Linked DNA regions of Mus musculus: region 2 is linked to region 1. The links are chromatin contacts, called in public HiChIP or PLAC-seq maps. All regions are on one chromosome and are shown on one strand. The core of a region is the stretch at or near the end of the contact, and the rest is flanking DNA. Distances in the headings are between cores, read along the strand shown. Region 1 overlaps Spats2 (spermatogenesis associated, serine-rich 2). Region 2 holds the start of Mcrs1 (microspherule protein 1).

What was found. HiChIP or PLAC-seq counts read pairs in DNA pulled down with a chosen protein or histone mark.
Region 2: a contact with region 1 is called in an H3K27ac HiChIP or PLAC-seq map of extraembryonic endoderm stem cells. The contact joins the promoter of Mcrs1 here to the enhancer-like site in region 1. A contact is called at or near these places in 4 of 39 promoter capture datasets (the SN4741 cell line, cranial neural crest, liver and 1 more), 1 of 484 Hi-C or Micro-C datasets (forebrain), 10 of 115 datasets of contacts at active chromatin or transcription factors (the SCID.adh cell line, bone marrow-derived macrophages, effector CD8 T cells and 5 more) and 3 of 9 other capture datasets (adipose tissue, liver and pancreatic islet).

Annotation. Positions count from the first base shown.
Region 1 is chr15:99,137,850-99,144,878 of GRCm38.p6, reverse strand. The region is part of intron 1 of Spats2 (spermatogenesis associated, serine-rich 2); the gene reads right to left. Among named protein-coding and RNA genes, the nearest start is that of Spats2, 15 kb to the right of the region's middle. Within about 2 kb of position 5,113, at least 49 of the 459 cell types and tissues checked have an H3K27ac peak or open chromatin away from gene starts, as enhancers often do. A contact at or near this core is called in the SCID.adh cell line, extraembryonic endoderm stem cells and trophoblast stem cells, where this site is marked.
Region 2 is chr15:99,248,430-99,255,458 of GRCm38.p6, reverse strand. It overlaps Mcrs1 (microspherule protein 1), which reads left to right and starts at 3,498. Exons shown (of 15, transcript NM_016766.3): 1 at 3,498-3,597; 2 at 4,877-4,996; 3 at 5,445-5,583; 4 at 5,953-6,091; 5 at 6,599-6,757; 6 at 6,899-7,008. The coding sequence starts at 4,987. It overlaps 1700120C14Rik (RIKEN cDNA 1700120C14 gene), which reads right to left and starts at 3,671. Exons shown (of 3, transcript NR_045627.2): 1 at 3,458-3,671. It overlaps Gm25999 (a small nucleolar RNA gene), which reads left to right and starts at 445; the gene lies at 445-577.

The DNA of each region.
Region 1 (7,029 bases), core at 3,864-6,363:
CCAAGGCTAACCTGGGATACACAGCAGAATCTCCTTTTGAAAAAAACCAAAACCATCTATCTAACCCATAATGCACTTGGGGTTGTGCTTGTTCTTCTCTTGTTGTTATTGTTTGAGGCAGGTTGCCACTCTGCCACTGGAAGAACTGGATCTCAAAGACTGGCCTGCTCTGTCTCCTCAGTGCTGAGATTAAAGGCATGCACCACTACAACCACACACCGTGGCCGGCTGAAGTATCTGTCTGGGCTTTCGGACTAATAGCAAAGAGAAGTCTTCTAGTCCAAAGGGAAATGGGATCTCTCTTGCTCACAGGGCAAATATTTAGGTCCTACTTTAAAAAAAAAAAAAAGATTTGTTTGGTTTGCTTTTGTCTCGTGTACAATGGCCTGGAACTCACAATCTTCCTGCCTGCTTGTGTCCAGCGCTGCGTCACAGGACAGCTATGCTAGCCTGTCTGCACAAACTTTCAACTTGGTAAGCACTGATTTCCCAAAGAACCCCCACAACTACCCAGCCACCTCTGCTTTGTTCAAAAGGTCTAATATTTTAATAAAACTAACACCAGACCTGTCAGAAACTGCTGAGCATGGTGGTATGCACAAGTAATCTAGAGGCCAACCTAAGCTACACAGTGAGTCCTTGTCTGTCTGTCTGTCTGTCTGTCTCTGTCTCTCTCTCTCTCTCACACACACACACACACACACACACATGAAAAGAAAAGAAAAGAGAAGAGAAGAGAAGAGAAGAGAAGAGAAGAGAAGAGAAGAGAAGAGAAGAGAAGAGAAGAGAAGAGAAGAGAAGAAAAGAGAAGCGAGGCCTGGGCCTGCAGAGACAGGCGGCTCAGCAGCCATGAGCTTTCAGAGCCCCAGGTCAGGATCTCAGCGCCCATCCACATGGTGACTCTCAACCAACTTCAACTCCAGTTCCAGGGATCCAGGCACGCACGCGGTAGATACATATACATGCTGGCAAAACACTCAACATGTATAAAATAAATTTAAATAAAAATTAAACGACTGGGACGGAGCTCATTAGTAGAGTACTTACCCAGAGATCAGATGAAACTGAGTTTGATCTCCAGCACTGAAGAAAAACTGTAAGCAGAAACAACCAGAGGCCCATGGTGGCACATGCCAATAATCTTAACACTCAGGAGGCAGAGGCAGAGGCAGAGGCCTGGAGGATCAACACTAGCCTCAGCTATAGCAGACGCTTAATAAAACTGAAGATTGGCCGGGCAGTGGTGGCACATGCCTTTAATCCCAGCACTTGGGAGGCAGAGGCAGGTGGATTTCTGAGTTTGAGGCCAGCCTGGTCTACAGAGTGAGTTCCGGGACAGCCAGGGTTGCACAGAGAAGCCCTGTCTCAAAAACAAAATAAACAAACAAAACCCCTGAAGACTGCTGAGTCAGGAGTCAGGTAGTGATGCATCCAACAACACCAGCACTCAGGTGACAGGGATTGAGTTCAACTGAGCCTGTCTCAGCAAAACCACTCCTGGGGCTGGAGAGAGGGTCCTACAGTCAAAAGCCCTGGCTGCTCCAGGTTCAGTTCCCAGCACCCACATAGAGGTTCACACCCATCCCTAACTCCAATTCCAGAGGACATGACGCCTTGTGCAGCCTCTTCAGGTACCAGGCACATTCACACTCATGGTACATAGACTTACATGTAGGCAAAATATTCATACACATTAAAGAAAACTCTTTTTAGAAAAATTTAAAACCGCTCCTACTAGTCAACATAAGATGTCAAAGACAGAGACACATCCAGATGGTAGTATATGCCTAAAAGCACTCAAGGGGCTCAGGAGAGAGAACTCCAGCTTGAAACCTGCTTAGGACCAGGTCTTCTGCAAGAGCTGGAGTCCCAGGCGACTACGAGATGCCTGACTTGAGTGCTGGGAACCAAACTCATGTCCTCTGGAAGGGAGCAGTTAAGTGCTCTGAGCTTCTAAGCCATCTTTCCAGGCCCCTCTTTAATAGCTAAACATATCTGGAAATCAGACACAGCTGACAGTTTTTATTGTTATGTATATATTCCAAGTTCCTGGGCCTCTACTAATCTGGAAAAAGTGAACAGGAAAAGCAATACACAAATCTATTACATGCTTAGGAGCGTGGGTATTCGACTCTCAGACATCTGCCTGCCTCTGGGTGGCAGAGTCTGAGTTCTGGGGTTAAAGGCATATGCCGCCGCCACCAGGCTGGTACTAGACTCTTAAACAACCTTTTGTTTAAAGACAGGGGTTCTCCTCTCATGCATCCTAGAGTAGCCTTGAGCTCAATACACAGCAAGGAATGACCTCAGCACCAGCCTCTACCCTGAAAAGCTACCACAACTCCAGATTTACGTAAGCATTGTTGTGGGTCAGATCCAGAGCCTCTAGAAAGCTACAGAAGCACTCCACCAACAGAGCTACATTCCCAACCTTCAAACAGCTTGTGTGCTTTTTAATTTGTTTTTTATTTTAGGTGTATAGGTGATTTGCTGGCTTATGTGTCTGTGTGGTGTTCTTGGTGCCCACAAAAGGCAGAGGAGTACACTGCATCTGTGGTGGTTTGAATGAGAATGGCCCAGGCTTACATCTTTAAGTGGTCAGTCCCTAGTTGGTGGAACTATCTGCAGAAAGATTAGGAGGTAGGCTTTGTTGGAGGAGGTGTGTTGTTTGTGGCAGGCTTTGGGGTTTCAAAACCTCACAACAGGCCCAGTCTCTCTCCCTTGTACCTGTGGCTCAGATGTAAGCTCTCAGCTCTGCTCAAGTGCCAATCCTGCCTGCCTGCTGCCACGTTTCCTGCCATGACAGACATGCACTGACCCTTTCGAAACTGTAAGCAACTCCCAGTCAAATGCTTTCTTTCTGTTATAAGGTGCCTTGGCCATGGTGTCTCTACACACCGTAGACTAGTAACTAAGACAGGAGCCCCTGAAACTGGAGTTATGGCTGGTTATGAGCTGCCAAGCTGAGATCTTCTCTGAAGAGCAGTCAATGCCATTAACTGTTGAGCCAGCTCTTCAGCCCCATTGAAACAACTTTTAATGTAAAATCTCCATTGGAGATTTTGGTAGCCTGCAGGATGTGCAAATTCAAACGGGAGCCCGTTCATATTCCCCCAAAGGCTGCCCTCTCTGTGGCTTCACCAGGCCTCAGCTGAGACACGAGTCACCCTGCTGCACAGTTCTGAATGGTGGGTTCACCGCGGCTTCATCTTGGTTCCCTCCTTTTTCTGGACTCAGGGACCTTGCTATGGAATCTAACTGCCCCGGCCTGCTGCATGCTAGGATTACAGGCTTGCACCACCGGCTTGGCTTCATTTACATCTTTATGCTTTCTCAGCTGCCTCAGTGGTCCCTCCACAGACTGTTCATTTGTGCCTGGTTCCACTTTCTAGTAGTACACAGACAGAAGGGCATCTTATTACAGATGTCTAAAGAAATGACAAGTCGAAGATGCTCATCAGAGAAATGGGGCTACGAGTGTGTGGTGCCGCCTGGGGCCCCAGCACTGGGAAGGACGAGGCGGCCGCAAGTGCCTCAAGTCTGAGTCCAGCCTGAGCACAGAGCAAGAACCAGGCCAACCAGGGCAAGGCTGTCCAGCAAGACTCTGCCTCAGAGTAACAAAACAAAAATCAGGAGTTGGGTGTGACGAGGCCTAAGGGGATGGAACTTGCTACCAAGCCCTGAAAACCTAAGCTTCATTCCTGGACCCCACATGGCAGAAAGTGGTACAAGTCTCGAAAGGTGACCTCTGATGTCTACCTGTACTCTGACATCTGCATGCACACCACAGATTAGATAGATAGATACACACAATCAACCAATCAATAAATAATATTTAAAAGGGAATACACAACCTGTAACAAAATAAATTTAAAAAAAAATACCTAGATACATAAAATAAAACTCATTCAACCCAATGGTGCTGCAGACAAAGCCGCAGAAATGGGTACAGAGGCCTGATGGACGGGGGGAGCTCAGGACAAAGCTACATAACACAGAGAGCGCGCGGGCATCAGACGGCAGGCATCCCTAGTTGCTGAATACACACGATCCACACCACTTATTCCAAAAAAACTTTCAGGTTTAGATTTGTGTTCCGCCTTCTGTATGTTGTGCTTAAGACAACCACCCCAGTCTACATCACAGCAGCACGGAATGAGCAGGCTACCCATAGCCCCGTCAGAAAATAGTCATCGAGTCAAGGTGGCACAGGGATGCACTCCCCTGATCCCATGGCTCAGCAGGCTGAGGCAGGAGGATTAGGTTTGAGGCTACACTGGACTACACAGTAAGACCTTGTTGAACAAACAAACAAAAGATCCTCCATGTTGAATGAAAGTCTAAGTTAATACCGATTTTGATCTCCTGTCTTCTGTCTTCCCTGACCAGCTCACAAGGCCACATTAGAGCAGCCTAAAGACGATGGTAATCCAGGGCTGATGCCCAGCTCAGCAGGGAACCTGCTTGCCTCCCACCTTCACCAGCATCAAGTAGGGATGGGGAGAGCAATGCATCACTACTGGAGCCATTAAACAGAAAGAGTGGGCTTCCCCAACCCAGGGACTTCCCAAAGACATCCTGTGGCATTTACAAGCACCTGTCTCCTATCAGAAAGGGATGAAGGAAAAACTGTCTAAACATCACCTCTAACCAGACCAGATGACCTCCTGAGAGACTCAGGGAGAGTGGAGCTCTGTACTGCAAGTTCACTGTTAATGTTCAATTTAGTGAAAGCATCTTTAATATCTATCCTTCCTTTGCAAATGGCTCTGTAACTGATAGCTCTTAGATCCATCCCTTGTCCAGACTTCAAGCAGCGAGACAGCCTGCTTTCACGAGCACCGCTGCTCTGCTGTGAGGAATCTGCATGGCTGCCACAGCTGCTTGCTGCTTCAGCCTTGAGAAATCTGCAGAGCGGGTGGTCACAGCTGCTTCAACAGGCACCGTCTCAGCCCCAAGAGCTTCAGACAGTTAGGACAGGTCTCAGTGGATCAAAATGACCCTGAAGCTATTTTCACCCAGGCTAAAAAAGAAGCAACTCCCTCAGTGGCCAGTAGGTGGCCCGGGACTGGTGCAAACACAGCTTTTTATTTGTGAGCTGAGCCATGATCAGTGGAATGAGGGACTGTAGTGTGACTGGTACAGAGGTCAATCACAGCACTCTAGAGGCTGAGGCAGGAGGATTGACCCAAAAGCTGAAAAACAGAGGCAGCATCAACAGGAGGAAGTGTTGGTGAAGCTGAGACATGAGCCTACACCCACTGAGCTGAAAGATGGAACACAGCAGGGCCTTGGAATGACCCCCTGAATAGATAGATGTCAGTCAGCACGGACACAGGCCTTCAAGCTGGGACAGAACCGGTAGAGCAAGAATCAGTGCTTGGGAAATGCACTCTTCCAGACAGCCTGCCTCTCTTCCAGACAGCCTGCCTCTCTTCCAGACAGCCTGCCTCTCTTCCAGACAGCCTGCCTCTCTTCCAGACAGCCTGCCTCTCTTCCAGACAGCCTGCCTCTCTTCCAGACAGCCTGCCTCTCTTCCAGACAGCCTGCCTCTGGATACCCTACCCGTGGCTGGTGACTCTTAGAAAGTGAAATCTAAGAAAAGGAAGGCTATCACAGGAGAGACGGACGGACGGACGGACGCAGAGGCAGAGGCACTCCTAACTGATAATGTCTCTCAAGATTACTGTTTCAAAGCGAATGGGTGCTGGGATTCAAACCTAGGTCCTCTGGAAGAACAGTCAATGCTTTTAACCCCAACTTGGTTTTGTGGGGTTTGGTTTTCTTTTTGTTACGTATAATCCTATCTGTGTATCTCCCATGCGTGCATGGGTGTTCACAGAGGCCGGAAGAAAGCATTAGATCCTCTGGAGCTGGAGCTGCGGCCACTCTGAGCCACTGCACATGCGTGCTAGGAACCAGACTGCTTTTAACTGCTGAGCAGATCTCCAGCCCCCAATTTGATATATTTCTTGTACAGGTTCTGTCAGTTCTAATAAACACGGAGGGAAGAAAAAAAAACTGAAACGGAGTCTTACTATCCCTTTTTGGTTGTTCTCTCTAGAGAGAGAACCCAGACCCTCACACACATAGCAGGCAAGTGCATTAGCTACATGTGCATGAGCTACATCTACATTACCAGCCTTCTTGTCCAAAAATACAATAAAATAAATTTTTTTAGACTGGGTCTCATATAGCTCAAGCTGGCCTTAAATTCACTATGTAGCCAATGCCGGCCTTGAACGTCCTCTGCTGGTAGGTAGCGTGAGTTCTGGAACCAAAGATATCTCAGCACCCAGTCCTTCCTAGCCTTCTTTTGTCCTTTATCACCAGTTGAGCAGGCTGAGCTCGGAACAAGAAGGAGGGACAGCAGAAGCAGCAGCAAGTGGTAGCAGGCTGAGGACAGCAGCAGTGACATTGGCAGAGGTGGCAGTAGTGAATAAAAAAAAAAAAAAAATGCAAAAACCGCAGGGAGCAGAGGCCTAGGGACATCAGGGACGAAGGAATAAGACCAGGTCACAGGACCCGGTCAGTGGAAGATTTCTAAAGCTGTGCTAACTCTAAAGAGCCAAGCAGTCCAGATACCCTAGGTATGAGGACTGTACAACTGGCCACAGTCAAGAGCTGAGGACTGTGATAGCCTGGACCCAAGAGCCCTAAGGCTGTCACTTACGGCCAGGAGATTGGCTTACCCATCTGCTGCTCCCTGAGGTGAGCTGCTGTGAGCTGAGGTGAGCTGCTGTGAGCTGAGGTGGGCTGCTGTGAGCTGAGGTGAGCTGCTGTGAGCTGAGGTGGGCTGCTGTGAGCTGAGGTGGGCTGCTGTGAGCTGAGGTGGGCTGCTGTGAGCTGAGGTGGGCTGCTGTGAGCTGAGGTGGGCTGCTGTGAGCTGAGGTGGGCTGCTGTGAGCTGAGGTGGGCTGCTGTGAGCTGAGGTGGGCTGCTGTGAGCTGAGGTGGGCTGCTGTGAGCTGAGGTGGGCTGCTGTGAGCTGAGGTGGGCTGCCCCACGCTGCCGCTGGAAGCTGAGGCTTC
Region 2 (7,029 bases), core at 2,249-4,748, 110 kb before region 1:
TTTGGCCTGGTCTTTTGCAGCACACTTTACAGAGTGAGTCACCTCTCCAGCCATTGGCCTGATCTTCCCTGCATGACCCACACTCTATTTTGGAATGGAAATATTTACACTGTGCCATTGTATACTGTAAGTAACTTGTATTTTATTTTATAGAGACTCGCAGTTAAGAGGTCACCTGAGTCTCAGAAAAGACTCTGCACTTATATTTTTGAATCATTTTGAAAGTGTTGAGACTTTGAGTTTTTTTTTTTTTTAAGATGAAATAACTGCCTTCTGCATTAAGATATGAACATGAAGGCAGGCATGTGGCACCCACCTTTAATCCCAGCACTCTTCAATGCTGCACTTGTCTACCAAGTGAGTTCTAGAACAGCCAGGGCCATGGAGAGACCCTGTTTTCAAAAGCAAACAAACAAAAGAAACAAAGAAAGAAAAATGAGTGTGATACAGCCAGTTGAGCTGGCCAGGCCCCCTTCTTCATGGCACCTGTGTGTAATGGCTGCAAACAGAAGCCTACTTGGAGGGATATTCAACCTTCTATCTGTGTGGGTTTCCCTAAGGGATCTTGGTGGCAGCTTTCTAGGGGCTATTTCTGTCTCTGACCTCAATACTATCCCCAGTCCAGGCTGCAGACAAGCGTGCATGCTGCCTTTGGGAAGCTCCAGGACACAGTGGCCAGGATCCACTTAGGCCAAGTCATCAAGCCCATCTGTGTCAGGTTTCACAATGAGGAAGGTGGTTAAGGCCTTGCATAGAGGTAAGGTTCAAGTTCCCTGGCCTCTGGAAGAGCCACGCCTCAAAGAGGTGGGGCTTTACCAAGTTTAATGCAGAAGAATTGAAAGGAGTGGTAACTGACAACCAGTGCATCCCTGATGGCTATGGGGCACATATGTCCCCAGTTATAGTCCCTGGGGAGAGTGGCAGACTCTGTGGTCCTCCTGAGAGCTTCCACTCTGCTTACTATGCCCACTGAACCATGTTCAGTAATAAAGCTCACATCCGGTCTAAAGAATTAACATGAGACTTTAGGGAATGCTATGATTTAAAAGTGATGTTTCAGGGTTGGGGATATAGCTCAGTTGGTAGAGTGTTTATACAACACGCACAAAGCCATGGGTTTGATACCCAGTACCACACAAAACCAGGGATAATGGCACCCGGCTGTAATCCTAGCACTGGGGAGGTGGAGATGGGAGGATGAGAAGTTCAAGGTCAATCTTTTGATAACTTGAGTTTGAGACCAGCTGGACTGCATGAGACCCTGTCTCTAAAGCCTAATACCTGGGTGTGGTGACACACGCCATTAATCCTTACATTGGGAGGCAGAGGGAGATGGATCTCTGTGAGTTCAGGACCTACATTGCAAGTTACAGGACAGCCAAAACTACATAGAGGCTCTGTCTCAAAAACCCAAGCCAAACAAACCAAGAAAGACCGGTGATCGCTATGCTCCAGTGGCACCAGCAGCTGATGGATGCCACCGACATAAATGTGGTATGCCTGGACATCAGGTGGGCTTGTGATCTTGTCCGCTTAACCTCATTTAGAGTCACAAGACATCTGTGAAGCTATTTCTGGAGGTTTAACTTAGATGGGAGACACACCCTAATTTCGAGTGACCTTGGGCTAGGGCTACAGACTGAACAGAAAGGAGAAAGCAGGCAGAACACCAATACTTCATCTCTCTGCACTTCCAAGTTCTGGACACAGCGTGAGCAATCACCCCACACTCCTGCCACCATGCCTTTCCTGCCATGATGTTTGTCCCCCTCACACCCCCAAAAACCCTGTGAGCTAAAATAACCCTTTCTTCTTTCAGGGTTTCCTTCTTTAAGGGTTTGCCTTTCCTAGGAGAAAAACATCTAACAAACATTGAACAGTACCCATCCAGCTCTTTACCAAACGATCCCTTGTTAGGGCTGTCCATGTGGCTTGGTGGGACAGAACTTGCCTGATAAGCAACAAGTATTTCACTCCTACTTAAAAACAAACAAACAAACAAACAAAAACTCTTTAAAGAAGAAAGCCCAATTAATTGTCATCTGTATAGATACTAAACCACACTATATTTTGCACAACCCACCAGACTGTGTCCTAGTTTGTTTTTAATTGCTGTGATCAAAACACTGTAACTAAAGGCGACCTGGGAAGCAAAGGGTCTATTTCATCTCATAACTTTCTTTTTTTTTTTTTAAGATTTATTTATTGGTTATATGTAAGTACACTGTAGCTGTCTTCAGACACTCCAGAAGAGGGAGTCAGATCTCGTTATGGATGGTTGTGAGCCACCACGTGGTTGCTGGGATTTGAACTCCAGACCTTTGGAAGAGCAGTCGGGTGCTCTTACCCACTGAGCCATCTCACCAGCCCCTCATCTCATAACTTTCAAGTCACTGTCTATTACCGAGGAAAGTTGGGGCAAGAACCTCAAGGCAGGCACTGCTTAGACCTCCCACATCTATCCAAACAAGAAAACACACCCCAGACTTGCCTACCAACCAGTCTGAAGGAGGCATTTTCTCAACTGAGCGCGAAGATTCTAGCTAGTTTCAAGTTGACAAACCTCTAACAAGCACACTGTATACCAGAAAACTTTGTTTTGGGAGCGATAAAGCAAATACATGCTCGTTAAATAAGTAACAGTATATTATGAAGAGAAGACTTGCAACTTGTCAGGGTCGTCCATTTGACACTTAAGTTCAGGATGTCAGGCACGCTGGGCAAACGCTCTTCCCGGAAGCTCCTCCAGCCAGAGCTGCTCCACTTTTGTGCCCCTCAAAGAAGGCATGAAAGAGCTATTAGAGCCCAGTCTCCCTAGCTTTCCCGGGCATCTCTCACGGCCCCAAAGTCTGGACGTCTCCTGTTCTCTGGGAACTAGTTCTTTCTTTCAAAACAGTTTCCTCAGGGAACACTGTCCTCTGAAAAGGATTCGGTTGGTTTGCTGGCTACCCACGACTGACCCCAGCAGTCTAGATGGAGTTCTTCTGGCGTAAGCAACTGGCGCCGCTCCTTCTAAGGAGTGTTTCCTTAGGAACGCGGCCACCATCCTGCATCTCCCCCTTAGACAGGAATTTTCGGGATCGTACTGTACGCCACAGTTAGAGCAAACTCTCCAACATGTTCCTCCAGTCCTGTGCTTAGCAAAGAGCCTGACCGAATCCCTTATCTGAAAACACTGGCAGATAAAACAATACAAGATTTGGTCCAGAGAGACCTACCAAGGTTAGTGCTAATTACGAATGCACGGCGGCCCCGCCCCTCCCAGCGTCGCCTGGGCGGGGTCTCAGCACAAGCCCCGCCCTCCCGCTGCGTTTTCCAACACGGAAACCTCCGCGGTTCCTATAATTAACACTGCCTGGTGCCTCCCTAAGCGCTTCTGCCAACCGGGAAAGCTGTATTTCCGGCTCCCCGCAAAATGGTTTCCACTAAGGCGCACGGCCACGCCCCTTCCACTTACGGGTCCAGGACGAACCGGAAGAGATCGTCCAACCCTTCGTTCGCAACCCGGAAGTAGATGTGTCTCACGGAAGCCGGCTTTGGCCCTGCGGCTCCTGCCGTCGCCGCGGAGAAATTGTTGGAGCTGGCAGCCTAGGAATGGTGAGACCCCGCGACTCGTCTCCTAGTGTTCTGAGTAGACCTGGAGGGTGAAGTGGAGTTTCCCAACGTGCCTCGGGGCACAACCCCACAACAAGATTTGGGGCCCCGCCCCGGTATCGCCCCGAAAAATCTGCGCATGCGTAAGTCCGATCAGGCCAGGCTCTGGCCTGCGGTGTTACGCATGCGCACAGGTGGCATGCTTGAGGTGGGATGAGAATTGTCTGGGAGTTGGTCCTGGTTCGCTACCACCGGCCTGTGGGCCTCAGAGCCAGATGGCGAGATCGATGCAGTAGTATGGAGCCGAAGAGTTGACTAAATTACCACTGCTCCCCAGAGTCCCTGAAACAGACCTGCACTGATCCCTCACCTTGGGGGTGCCCTGTCGGGAGGAGGGAAGGGAAGGAGGGCAAGCACTTTGCCTTAGTTGCTCGTGGGACTGGACACCTGCACCCCCCTTCTGTGGTACCCACGGAGCTGGTCGTGGAGCGTCCTTAAAGGCAGAGCCAGAACTTTGCTCTACGAGACGCCGGAGTCAGGAGGGGCGGGGCTGCCAAAGCGCTGGGTATTCATACAGTTCCCAAACCACGTTTGAATCGTCCGAAGGAACCACCCGCTTTAGTAAAAGCTGCAAATGGAAGGGAAAGCAAAAGGGTAGCGAGATAGTGGGATTCCATCTACCTTCCCAGGCTGTGGCCTGGGGGCAGGCTGGTGCTGCTGATTTGAGTAGACAGGCAAAGGAAAACAAATGAGTCAGGAATCCCTTGACCCTTTCTGGTTAACGTTCCAAATGCTTAATTTAGGATTCACTGGTAAAATTAAGAGAGATCTCTGAGCCTAATACGTTTTTTCCCACATCTTTTTATCATTCACACAAAGGCCTCAGTGACTCCCACATAGCTACTTATATTTTTTGTTTTTATTGTTTGGAGCAGAGGCTCACCATTATATAGATAGCCCTGGCTTGCTCTGTAGACGAGGCTGGCCTTAAAGTCAACAGAGATCCACCTGCCTCTACCTCTACCTCTACCTCTACCTCTACCTCTACCTCTACCTCTACCTCTACCTCTACCTCCGCCTCCACATGCTGGGATTAACTGTCAGAGCCATCAGACCAGGTAATAGCTACTAATGGTTAGGTGCAATTGAGAGTAGAGCTCTTTTGCCTCTTCCCACTACCTCAGACAGGGTGCACGAGTGCACGAGGATAAGGGATTGGTCAGTCAGTAGGTTTGGCCTGTTGGAAACCCGAGCCTGAGGGAGCCTTACCTCTCCTTCCCAGACTCTCTTCTCAGCATCCAAGCTCGCTTGGTCAGAACCCTTGGATGAGCCTGTGGGACCCTTCCTCCTAGCCCTGTGGTTTGGAGCCGGAGGCTTTGGGACTGTGAGAGGATGGACAAAGGTAGTGTGAGGCCCGGCCATCTCCCCAAGCTCTCGGGCGCCAGGCAGCCTCTGACTCTACCCCTTGCCTTGCACGAGTGTCTCTCGGTCTTGGCCCGGCAATGCCACCTACCACCCCCCTCCCCTGGGCCAGCACCACCCATGTGCCTCTCGGCAGAGCCACAATTGCCTCAGTTGCTGTGGAGCTTCTGCTCTTTGGCACAATGCATTTTGATAGCCAAGGGAGCAGTTATGCTCAGAGCCCACCCCGTGTGTCGGCCTCATCAGCCTGACCTGAGCACCTGTGCTGCACCCCATGACCCGTGGCACCAGGAGGTCTGAGCCCGGATGGGATCTGGATGGCCAAGGAGGAATGCCTGCCTCAAAGACCAAGCCTCAGGGAGGCCGGGCAAGGGCTGAGGGGCTGACACAAGGGTCCGTGCACAGAGGTCACCCTTTCTCTTTCCTAGATTCTCAGGGGCTGCTAGACTCGTCCCTGATGGCGTCAGGCACAGCCAGCCGCTCCGAGGATGAGGAGTCACTGGCAGGGCAGAAGCGAGCATCCTCCCAGGCCCTGGGCACTATCCCCAAACGCAGAAGCTCCTCCAGGTAGCCTGGGCTCAGAGCGCCTGGAAGGGGAGGCATGTGGGGCTAGGCACGCCCTTGCTAGCCTTGGTTTGAAATGGCCTTCTGAGCCTGCCTGGGTTCTGAGCCTGCCTGGGGTCCAAGCAAAGCCTTGTGCTTTTCCTTTACCTCCTCTGCCGGTGTGTCCGGATGGCACCGAGGATGGAGAGTGAGGGGTTCCATCTCTGTTGAAAGGTTGCCTGTTACCTCAGAGGACTAGAACTTGGCTTTTCCATGTCCACTGAGCCAGACACTGCTGGAAAGTGAAGGCAGTTAGTTCCCAAGGGGAGCCTGCACCTTGGAAGCCGTGCGTGGGTGTGGTACCAGTAGTTAACCCTGCAGGACCTTCCACAGGTTCATCAAAAGGAAGAAATTCGATGATGAACTGGTAGAGAGCAGCCTGGCCAAATCCTCCACCCGGGTGAAGGGGGCCGGCGGGGTGGAGTCAGGCCGCTGCTCAGGGAGCGAGCCCTCCTCTAGTGAGAAGAAGAAGGTAAGGGGCTGGGCAGCTGGGTGAGGCCTGCCAGGGACTGCACTGCCCAGCCCCCATCCCAGACCCCTCCGTCCTGTCTCTCCTGCTCCCTCCCTTGCTGCGTCCCTCGCCAGTGCATCCTGGATCGCATTCCGTGTGGGAGGCAGGGAGCTCGTATCTATTCTGGGAGCAGACAGCTTGTTCCCAGCATTGCAGGGTGTAAAAATAACCCCCAGGTGGCATTGCTCTGGCCCCAGACAGTGCAGCAGCAAGAGTAGTTTCCTGGCATCCCCCCACCTGCCCTCCTTTCTGGGGCTGAGGGCGCCACAAGCAGAGAGAGGACCCCACCCAGTCAAGAAAGATACACAAGGACTTGGGCGGGGGTGGGCATTAGAAAGCTCCGCTCTCAGCTTGGCTCCCTGGTGTTGTCAGAGCCTGCGGCTGTCACAGTATGTGATGCAGTAGGTCCGAAGCCCCAGCTCTTCTGACACCAGCTCTGAGTTCACTGTGGTCCCGTCCTGTACCCAGGTATCCAAGGCTCCCAGTACTCCTGTACCTCCCAGCCCTGCCCCAACCCCTGGGCTGACCAAGCGTGTGAAGAAAAGCAAACAGCCACTTCAGGTGACCAAGGATCTGGGCCGATGGAAGCCTGCAGATGACCTCCTCCTCATCAATGCTGTGCTGCAGGTACCCACCATGGGCCTGGGGCTCCATCCCTCCTGTCCTCCAATTTCCAGTCCCCATACTAGCTTAGCAGAACCCTGTGGCTTCCAAGGGAAGGATTTTTCCCAGTGCTGAGCTAGAGCAAACCGTTCTGGGGTCTTGCAGACTAACGACCTGACATCTGTCCACCTGGGTGTGAAGTTCAGCTGCCGCTTCACCCTTCGGGAAGTTCAGGAGCGCTGGTACGCCCTGCTCTACGACCCTGTCATCTCCAAGTGAGTGGGCTGGCTTCAGCA